Linked DNA regions of Cricetulus griseus: region 2 is linked to region 1. Evidence: chromatin contacts called from public Micro-C data. All regions are on one chromosome and are shown on one strand. Each heading gives the region's core, a stretch centred on a gene start, on an enhancer-like site or on the middle of the called end of the contact. The rest is flanking DNA. Distances are from core to core; before and after follow the strand shown.

Evidence for each region. A called contact is a pair of places that touch in the nucleus more often than the background predicts.
Region 2: a contact with region 1 is called in a Micro-C map of the CHO-K1 cell line, with 4 times the contacts expected there. The contact joins two enhancer-like sites. A contact is called at or near these places in 5 of 8 Hi-C or Micro-C datasets (the CHK-Q cell line, the CHO-K1 cell line, fibroblasts and 1 more).

What each region holds. Positions count from the first base shown.
Region 1 is chr6:142,109,736-142,114,637 of CriGri-PICRH-1.0, forward strand. Ptpa (serine/threonine-protein phosphatase 2A activator) reads left to right here. Exons shown (of 11, transcript XM_027423190.2): 9 at 643-743; 10 at 4,733-4,840. Among named protein-coding and RNA genes, the nearest start is that of Ptpa, 25 kb to the left of the region's middle. Within about 2 kb of position 2,911, at least 6 of the 6 cell types and tissues checked have open chromatin away from gene starts, as enhancers often do. A contact at or near this core is called in the CHO-K1 cell line, where this site is marked.
Region 2 is chr6:142,479,609-142,484,387 of CriGri-PICRH-1.0, forward strand. It overlaps CUNH9orf50, which reads right to left. Exons shown (of 8, transcript XR_004770524.1): 5 at 4,360-4,525; 6 at 4,115-4,253; 7 at 1,757-3,343; 8 at 1,056-1,223. Among named protein-coding and RNA genes, the nearest start is that of Ntmt1, 7.8 kb to the right of the region's middle. Within about 2 kb of position 2,818, at least 1 of the 6 cell types and tissues checked has open chromatin away from gene starts, as enhancers often do. A contact at or near this core is called in the CHO-K1 cell line, where this site is marked.

The DNA of each region.
Region 1 (4,902 bases), core at 1,661-4,160:
GCAGAGCCTGGAAGGCTGGAGTCAACCATCCAAGGGCTCACTGCCACATGCTGAGTTGAGTTTGGATTGCTAGGACACAGTCCTGCACACCTGTGTATAGCTGCATGCTCATTGCGAGAGCACTGTAGTGTGTGCTTCTCACACCATGGTGTCTTCTTGACCTAATAAGTGTGTACAGTTAACTCCAGTAGGTACACTTTTTTTTTCTGGCTGGTTTGGAACTCAACCGGTCTCTGAGTACTGGGACTAAAGGTGTATACTACCACACCCAGCTGAGGTAACTTTTGGTAGATGTACATTCTAATGGTGCTTAAAAATCAGGGACCGGTGCTGACAACCAAGAACAGAATTGCTGTCATAGTTAAGTAGGTACACAGTACTCCACTCAGCTGTGTCTCTTCCGTCTGCTGATTGGTAACAGTGGGTTTGTGTGCACCAGCATCACCACAGGCACAGGCATGGTGGCTGGCTGTGCACAGTGGGCACCTTATTAGGTGGCAGGGATTTCTCAGTCCCATTATGATCTTTATACACTAGACAAGCACTCTACCACAGCCCTGCCCCAGCACACCATCACAGAGGTTATAAAATATCTGTGGTGGATCAGGGCTGTTCTAAAGGCCAGGCCTCTGCTCTCCCTAGACCACCCCCACCTGGAGCCCAGACACTTTGTGGATGAGAAGGCAGTGAGTGAGAACCACAAGGACTACATGTTCCTTCAGTGCATCCTGTTCATCACTGAGGTGAGAACCATAGCAGCCTCTGTTAGCCAGGCTACCAGGGCCTGCTTGCCCAGCCATCAGCCTTCTCCCAGACCTGGGAGGATTCTTTGATTGTTTGGTTTGAGTTGGAGCCTCACTCTGCTGCCCAAGCTGGCCTTAAATTCATGACAATCTTCCTGCCTCAATCTACTGACGGCTTGGGATTTATAAAATAAGCAGCCACACTCGCTCCTACAGGGCCCCTGAACTAATGGATTAAGTTGTAGTTATTAGCTAGACTTGGTGGCCCGCAGCAGGTCTGAAAGGATGGCAGGTGTTGTGGTGGGGCAGTGGTGGGGGCAACACCATCCATCAGGGCTCAGGGATGAGGTCTGTAGAGCCATGTGCTATAGATCCAGGCTGGAATCCCTAGAGGAGCTGGAGTGATGGGAGTAGTTGTCTGTCTGTCTTTGTCTGTGCTTCAGCAATGTGCTAGAGGTGAAAACAAGCAGCCTGTGGTGACAGTCACTGGGCCCTGTACTACCCATCTCACTGAGGCAGGATTCCCTATAGTGTGGTGCTGGAACATTCCCCAAGGTGGCCCTAGGACACTGAAAATTCATGGCCTTGGGCTCTTGCCAGCTTTCTCACTTAGAATCTTACAGACATGAGCCAGGAGCTCATCAAGGAGCCCACAGTCTCAGGGCCTTGTTTCTAGGAGATGTTGGACTGTTTCATTCTCCCACCTATACCTGGAAACTCTCTCACCCCAAATTTACAAAGTCCTGTCTTCCTTCTCTTCCTATGGCCATCTGCATGTCTGCTCTGTGGAAATACACATGGACTCCTGCCCATGGATACTCTCAGCTTCCTGTTCCGAGCCTCTGAGTAGGGAAGAGCCTGGTTAGCAGCCTTGACTCTTAAGTGCCTTCTGGTCAGCATTCACCTCAGGCTTCAGCCAAGCTCCAGGGGCCAGAGGGGAATGACACATTTTTTCCAAGTCAGCAAATGGAGCCAGGACTGATGGCTGGGAGGCCACTACTTGGTTCTTGGAGATATGCTGCCTTCAGCAGTGTGGCAGGCTCAAGGTCAGAAGGACTTGGGGGCAGCCTGGCTCACTGCCTTGAAAGCCAGCTTTAGAGGGCTCTTTCAGAGTGGAGTGCTGGGCTGGGGAACTCTAGGATGAGGTGAAGAATTGGATGGGATGGGTCCACACATTCTGCAAAGCTTGCTGCTTGAGGCCAAAAGCCTGTTCTGCTTCCACTGGCGGTCTGCCAAGCCCCTTGCATCCTTGTCAATAATTCTAACAAGGAGGCTAGCTGGGCTGGGCTTCAGAGACTGGGAATCAATCTCATGCTAAGACTTAGCATGTTTGTTTCTGCTGGCATAAAACCCCAAAAGCTTTCCCAAAGTTTGGGACACAGTACCCCATAGAAGATAGCCCAAGGTAGCCACAAGGTGGCGCTAAAAGTACATTGAGCTCAGTCAGCTTCAGTAACAGAGGCAGGAAGTGGGAGGGGTGGCTTTTTGGCTGCTGTGCACCTTCTCTACAAGGCTTGGTTTTCTCTTCATTCCAGCGTCAAACTCTGGTTGGTTGCTAGGCACTGTGGTAGCAAAGGGCCCTTTTGCCTGCCTGGATTGAATGGTTGCTGTTGCAGCGCTCTGTTGTTTAGCACATCACCCCCCCCCCCAGCCTCCCATGCACTTCAGAGGGGTGAGCAGCATTTTATGACCTCTGATCAGTAAGTGAGTAGCTTGGTTAGGATCACCCAGACCTGGGGCACAGCAACCTGGAGGTCTAAGAGGTGTTCAGGGCTCTGTTGCCTCTGGAGATCTGAAATCCCTACTGGTTAGACATACCCAAGGAAGTTGGGAAGGAAACCACTCCCCTTTGCTGGGTCTTGTGTTAGGATTGCTTTGCTAGCCCTGGGCATAGCAGCTGAGGAAGCCCACCTTGCAGGGCTCCTACTGCTTCAGGAAATGCAGCCCTGGCGCCTTTAAGAGCCCAGGGCAGGCAGGAAAAGAATTTCAGTTTCAATCTGGCTTCTAAATTTGGAGTTTTGGGAAGGGAGGGATCAGATTTCAGCTGGAAGGGAAGGAGCTGACAGGAAGGCGCTGTGCTGAGCCTCCCCCACCCCCGCCCATCCCCCTCAGTTACTGACAGAGGAACCATTTACAAAAGGCCGATTCTCTGGGGAGTGGAGAGGCAGGAACGCAGCGCCTGTGAGTAATTTCCTGCTCAATATGGCTGCTCTGACTCACACGATTCCCCTGGGGTCACTGCGGGACTGCAGTTGCTTGCTTGTTCTCTCTCTTTCTCTTCTCCCTTTGTGGCTAGAATGAGCTAATTTTTTTTTTTTGTCTTCTCACCCCCAATTCCTTTTTCCCCCTCATCTGTTTTTTCTTTCTCTGAGTTGCAGAGCCTCCTTTTGAAGGACTTGGGAGACCTGAGGCACTGAAGGCCTGGGGGTGGGGTAGCCTCTCTAGAGACATACTGGGCCTCACAACTCTGCAGCCTGCCAGACAGCCCTTTCTGAATGTCCCTTGCTAGTGAGCTAGGCAAAGTCTTAGTGTCCCTCTGTGTGTCTTTGCCCCAGAGTCCTTGCTGAGGAGGTCCTTGAGCACCTGCTAGGAGACAAAGCAGTTGGCAGTTGGCTCAGAGGGTCTGCAGGGGACCCTGGTGCACAGCTCCAGCAGTCTCATGCCTCTGGCCTGCAAGTGTTTGAGACAAGGGTGGAAGAGTAGACTAAGGGTGGAGTTTGCAGGAGTGTTGGGATGAATCTTAGGAAGCCCAGGACCCTGGAAACCTTGGTGCCTCTCTGGTCAAGGAAAAACTTCACAAATGCCTGGTAGAGAACAGGCTGGCTTTGGAAGCCTGGTGACTTCACTACTGGGGAGGGGCCACTGAGATTGGCTCTCACTGGGGACTTTTGACAGGGAAGGGAGAAAGGGGAAAATGGCAATGTTTCTAACTTAAATCTAGAAGTTACTCTTACTGAAGTAGAGGCCTGTGGGAATGGACCTAAAGTAACTACAGAACTAAAGTAACCTATGATGCCCCATTGTGAAGAATGTTTGAGTTTATCCTTTCTTCTTGGACTAGCCCCTACCTCACCCCCACATCCATGTACAGCCTCTTCTGGAACCTTCCACTGACTAAGGTCCAAGTCTTCTTGCCAAACTTTTCAGAGTCTTTCTCTGTAGCCTGGGGCTGGATGCTGAGCCCTGTTCTCCACATAAATGCTGCCTGTAAACTGGGAAGGGAGTGAGGAGGGTGTGGTGAGCAGCATGGTTAATAAATACAACTGTACTGGCCTTGCACTATCCCTGGCAGAGTCCACTCAGGACACAGGCTTCCCGTTCCTCATGCTGCGGATCTGATGTCACAGGAACTGCTTTGGACTTGTGGTAGTGCTTCTCTGCCTTCCTGGAGTCAGGTTCTTGAGCAAGGACAATGGTGATGGACTGTCTGTGTTCCTGCTCATCTTGTTGCTGTGGCTATTTCTGCCCTCCTCTTGACCTGGCTAAACAGACCATCCATCCTCCTGTACTGCTCTGGAACTGTAGCCTCCTCCTTGTCTGCCTCTTGTTTCTTCCCTCTGTCCACTGTGCCAAGCAAGGGTCTCAACAGGGTCCTCCCATAGCCCCTTTCTTGCCCTCTGAGGTCTGCCTGGCAGGTACAGCCTAAACTCCCTACAGGGTGGGGAAGGGAGCCTGGCTGCTATCTGAATGGGAACACATCCTACTCTCCCAGGGTGGAGATTTTGTTTTCCTAGGGGTTGCTAAACTTGATAGATATTGGGAATGGATAAAGCCTGTTTAATAGTCTGTGGGAAAGAAAGGTAAGTGGAAGATGTGGGCAAGAAAGGTTATATTTTTCAGGGGGCTTTACAGGTCTAGTCTCCTTATCTCACCCCCCCCCCCACCACACACATCTCATGTATGTGTGTTCTTGGGTCCATGCTGCAGGAGAACAGGGGTAGACCCCCGGGTGGCCTCTGCCTCTCTAGTTCCTGGACTTTTTTTTCCAGATGAAGACCGGCCCCTTTGCAGAGCACTCCAACCAGCTGTGGAACATCAGTGCTGTCCCCTCTTGGTCTAAAGTGAACCAGGGCCTCATCCGCATGTATAAGGCTGAGGTGAGTGGGGTCTGACCAGCATGCCTGCCCCTGCTGTCACTTAGTCCTGGGGGTGAGTGCAG
Region 2 (4,779 bases), core at 1,568-4,067, 370 kb after region 1:
TTGTCTCTATGGGTGCTTTGCATGTATGTATGTGCATTAGGTGCACACCTGCTGCCCACAAAGGCCATAAAAAGGCATCTGATACCCTGGAACTAGAGTTACAGGTAGTTGTGGGCAGCCTTGTGGGTGCTGGGAACCTAACTCTGGTCCTCTGCAAGAGCTGCCGGTGTTTTTTAACAACTGCTGAGTCATCTCTCTGGCCCAGGATTGCTAACCTTCTACCACCAACATAGATAGCCCAGTGGCCTCTCCCATGGGGGAGGGTGACGGAGTGGGGGAGGAGGGGCACACAGAGGGCTACCCCATCCCATAATGCAGCCTCCGTGGGAGCATCTCTGTATAACTGTGACCCTGAGAATGGATCAGCCCTCTCTGGGCCTCGGTTTCCCAGGGAAGAGCTCTTCTGAGCATGGCTTCTGAAGAAATCATGTACAGCTGAGGCCTGGCAGGCTTCAGGAAACTGTGAGTCAGTCTCTCTCTTTCTCTCTCTGGTCTTAGGGTTCTCAGGGTTTCCTGGAACTACATAGACCACCAGGCTGTCTTCAGACTCTGTCTGTCTTCTTTTCAGATGCTGGGATTAAAGGCACATGCCACCACACCCAGCTCTCTCTATCATTATCACTTTTTTAAAATAATTGTGTTTTATGAGCATTGGTGTTTTGCCTGCATGTATGTCTGAATGTGTTGGAGCCCCTGGAACTGGAGTTATAGAAGGTTGTGAGTAGCCATGTGGGTGCTGGGAATTGAGCCTGGGTCCTCTGGAGGAGCAGCCAGTTCTCTAACTGCTGAGCCCCCTCTCCAGCCCCATAGAGGAAGCTTCTCTGTTTTGAAAATACAAATTTTTGGGTTTTTTGTTTGCTTGCTTGTTTTTCAAGACTGTTTCCTCTGTGTAACAGCCACTGCCTGGCTTCATTCCCTCTGCAGATTTTTAAAGACAGGCAAAGTGGCACACCCCTTTAATCCCAGCACTTGGGAGGCAGAGGCAGGAAGATCTCTGTAAACTCAAGGCTAGCCTTGTCTACAAAGCGAGTTCCAGAATAGCCAGGGCTACATAGTGAGACTTTGTCTTGGAAAACATTTATTTTTTATTGTATATGTGTGCGCGCGCGCGTGCACTCACAATTCCATGTGAGTGAAGTGACTGCTGAGTCCAGAAGAGAAGTTGAAGTTACAGGCAGTGGTGAACTTCTGGATATGGGTGCTGGGAACCAAACCCAGGTCCTCTGCAAGAGCAGCAAGTAGTCTTAACCACTGAGCCATCTCTCCAGACCCACACTGAGGGGGACTGGACACAGCTCCCCACACAATGCACAGCATAAGCAACACCCCTCACTTCTATACCTAAGGAACCACCTCCTGAGGGTGCAGAGGCTCACAAGGCAGGAGACACCACCCGCCACCCCAACAGGCCCAGCTCCCCTGCCTTGCTTGGCTTAGAGAGATGGCCTGTGTGGTCAGGAACAGAATGAGAGGTGGGGAGGCTTGGGGTTGGGGGTGGGGTGGGCAAGGCATGAGCAGACAGGGCCCAAAGCACACAGCACACAGACACCAAGCAAACAAACTGGACAAAAAAGCCCGTGAGGACTATGGGAAGGAGAATGGAGTCACTCTCAGGAGGGAGGAAAGACCTAGGACTTAAGTCATCTGAAAAGAGTCTTTCCCCAGCCTCTTCTTGGTCACCCAAGGTCAGGCTCCACAGGAACTGCCATGCCATGGTACATGCCTCACTGTGCAACACATTTCTGAAGTGTGTTACCTCTAGGATTCTGCAGAATGTGCTCTGTGTGTGGTGTCTCTGGTGTATTCATTCCTGTCTTCTCCACGTGGGTGGGTATGGTGTCTGTTTCTCCATGTGTGTAATGTCTCGTGTGTGTGTGTTTCCATGTTCATATGTATCCGCGGTGTGTCTTCATATATGTGGAGTAGCTCTGTGGTGTGTGCAGTCATGTGTGGTGTGCTTCTCCATGTACAGGCTCTGTATGTGGTATGGATGTAGTGTTTACTGTGTGCTGTGTTCCTTGGCTGTATTTTTTGTGAATATCTGTGGTATGGTTCTCTATATGTGTGGGGTCTCTATTGTGGTATTGTGTGTGTCTGTGGTATTCTCCCTCCCTGCTTGTGGGGTCTCCAGGTGGTACGTATGTGCTGTTCTCTGTGTGTGAGCTCTCTGGTATATGTGTATGTGTGCCACCCGTGTCCTGCTTCTATGCCGGAGGCATCCTTGCTGTGTGTGGGGTCTCTGTAGCATATGTGGTATGTAGTGTGTGTGTGTGTGTGTGTGTGTGTGTGTGTGTGTGTGTGTGTGTGTGTGTGTGTACTGTGCTGTGTGCCTCTCTGTGTTATGTCTTGCTTCAGCGTTCCTCTCCCTGCGTGGGTCTGTTCCATGAGTTCCCAGATTCTCCATGTTGGCCATGTCTCGGATCACAGGTTGAAGGCAGATTCCCCACAGTCAGGAGCCGGGTACCCAGGATTCAGGGATCCATAATGAGGGAAAGTTTCCGATCCAGAGCAAGAGCTGAAGTTTTGCGGCGCAAAGCCAGGCCAACACTGCCCCCGCGCGGCGTGGTGCGGCGCTGCAAGCGACCGGGGAAACCGAGGCAGAGAGGGCACCCGCTGCGCAGCACTCTGGCGAAACAGGGAGCCTGGGATTAAAGGCACATGCCACCACAGCCTGAAAGTTCAGAAAGAGAACCAAGCCAAGCTCCAGCGCAGCTCTGGGGACACTGCTGCATCGCGCCTCAAGTCAGGTCCAGATCTACCTTTCTTCAGCCCTTCACCATCCCTACCTCATCTGGTCCCCAAGATGACCAGCCCAGTCCAGCACAAACCCCGCTATAGCATCCTTGTCCTCCCGGATAGACCACGCTCTGCGGCGAGTCCGAGCTGTTTCTTCCCGAGCCAGCAGGTGGCGATAAAGACCTGGCCAGAGCACAAGGACAAGGCAGAAACTCCAAAGGGAGGGAGGTTCCCAGTTTCCCTCGGGAGTTGGAACATGGTGTGGTGGGGCACCCAGGTGTGTGGAGGTGGCTAGGTTAGTGCAGCAGAGAAACTCTAGGAGGTGCCTGTCATCTTGTCTCGGGCCACTTCCCCATATGGATTTGAACACTGCATCGGGCTGAGAGGCTAAGGTTTGCCCACACACAGGGCTCTTTCTCCTGGGCTGGGGTCTGGATATCCTCACCCTCTATAAGATGGTCGACAGAGAAGCCTCTGGCACTGAAGACAAGAAGAAGTTGTTTTTCCACTTCCTCAGACTAAGGTAATGGCTTCGGGTCTGCTTCAGGCATGGATTGATCCAGGTTTGAGGTTGTGTAGAGTTAATCACCAGCCAGGAAAGTATTCCCTGGAACAAGCCGAGCCCCTGGGATGCTCGTCTCTCCACCTCCAATTCCCTGTCCTCGACAGCTTCATCCCAGATATGATTCCACCCTAATCTCCCTCACCCAGGAACCCCAAATGGTCCCAAATCAGGCACCCAGAGTGGCTTGAATTGGGAAACCTAGTGATCCATCTCAGCCACCTGGGAGGTATGTTTATTGGTGTGTCAAGGGAGCACTCCTCTTATTGCCTGGCCTGAGTACACCCCTGGGTTGGGGTTTCAACAGGCAGTCACCTCTGAGCCTGCTGCTGGTTTGTGTATGGCAGGAGGAGCCGGTAGCCCTTAGGACGGCCTCGATTCAGGACGGATTGCATCATCATACTGGGCAGAAAGGGCTCCTAGAGTGAGAAGGATGCCCAGCTGGGCACTGCCAAGGGGACCTCAGGGAGGAGACAGGGAGGAGACAGGTTCCTCCAAGGCTCAGAGGGGAGGAGACAAGGTCCCCTGGGAGGCCCCAGGTGGCTCTGCAGCTATCCTAGGCTGAAGCACAGCCGACCCACTCACTAGCAGTCAGGCAGCTGCTGGCCTGGCTCAAACACCCCCCTACCCCCAACTCCCCCTCCCTCCGCACTGAGGGAGGCCGGGCCACACAAGACCAAGTTATAAGCCCCATGGTGACTCAACAGAGAGGGTCCCCTATGGAGTCATTTAGGACTGCTGCTTCTGGTGGCCAGCTGCCTGGGCTGCCCACCAGCTAGCTTCCCTGGGATTCCAGGGACAGGGCAATTTGCCCACCTGCTCCACACTGTTAGGGGTGTCTAGGAAGGTCCTGAGGCCTCCCCGTGGCCTTATGGCGGTGGCCCTGTGGATGAAGGGTAGGCGGCTGCTCATGTTGGCATCCTCAGAAAAGTAGATCTGTGGTTCCTGAGCTGCCCTGGTGGGGAGACAGGGGCCTATGGTTTTGTGAACTCAAGTCCCAGACCCATCTACAGCTTGGACCTGGACCACAACCCTCCTGCTTCCTCTACCCAGAGCCTCACACTCGGGGGCAGTTCCAGAATGAGGAGCCGGCTACAGTGTCTTGGGCCCTGGGACGCAGGGCTCTGGGCAGACTCTCCAGCCATCTCCCAACACTCCCAAGCACCCGCTCTGACACAGACATAGAAGGCAAAGCAGTCTGTTCACATGGAAAGATATTCTGTCGGACTAGAAGAGAGAGAGGAGCAGAGTGAGTTCCCTGTCCCTCCCCCCAGGGGGAGGGGCACATTGATGCCCCACCCTTTCTCCTCCCTCTGGCTGGCAAGGCTAGACCGAAAGCCCTGTCTCCATGGCAACCACAGGCTCCCCAGTGCCTTCTGGCTGCCTCCAGAGAAGTCCTGGGTTTTAAAACTACCTCCCATGACTGTTGCTGCTGTTACCACTAAGCCCTGCCCTGCCCTGCCCTGCCCCTACCCCTGCTT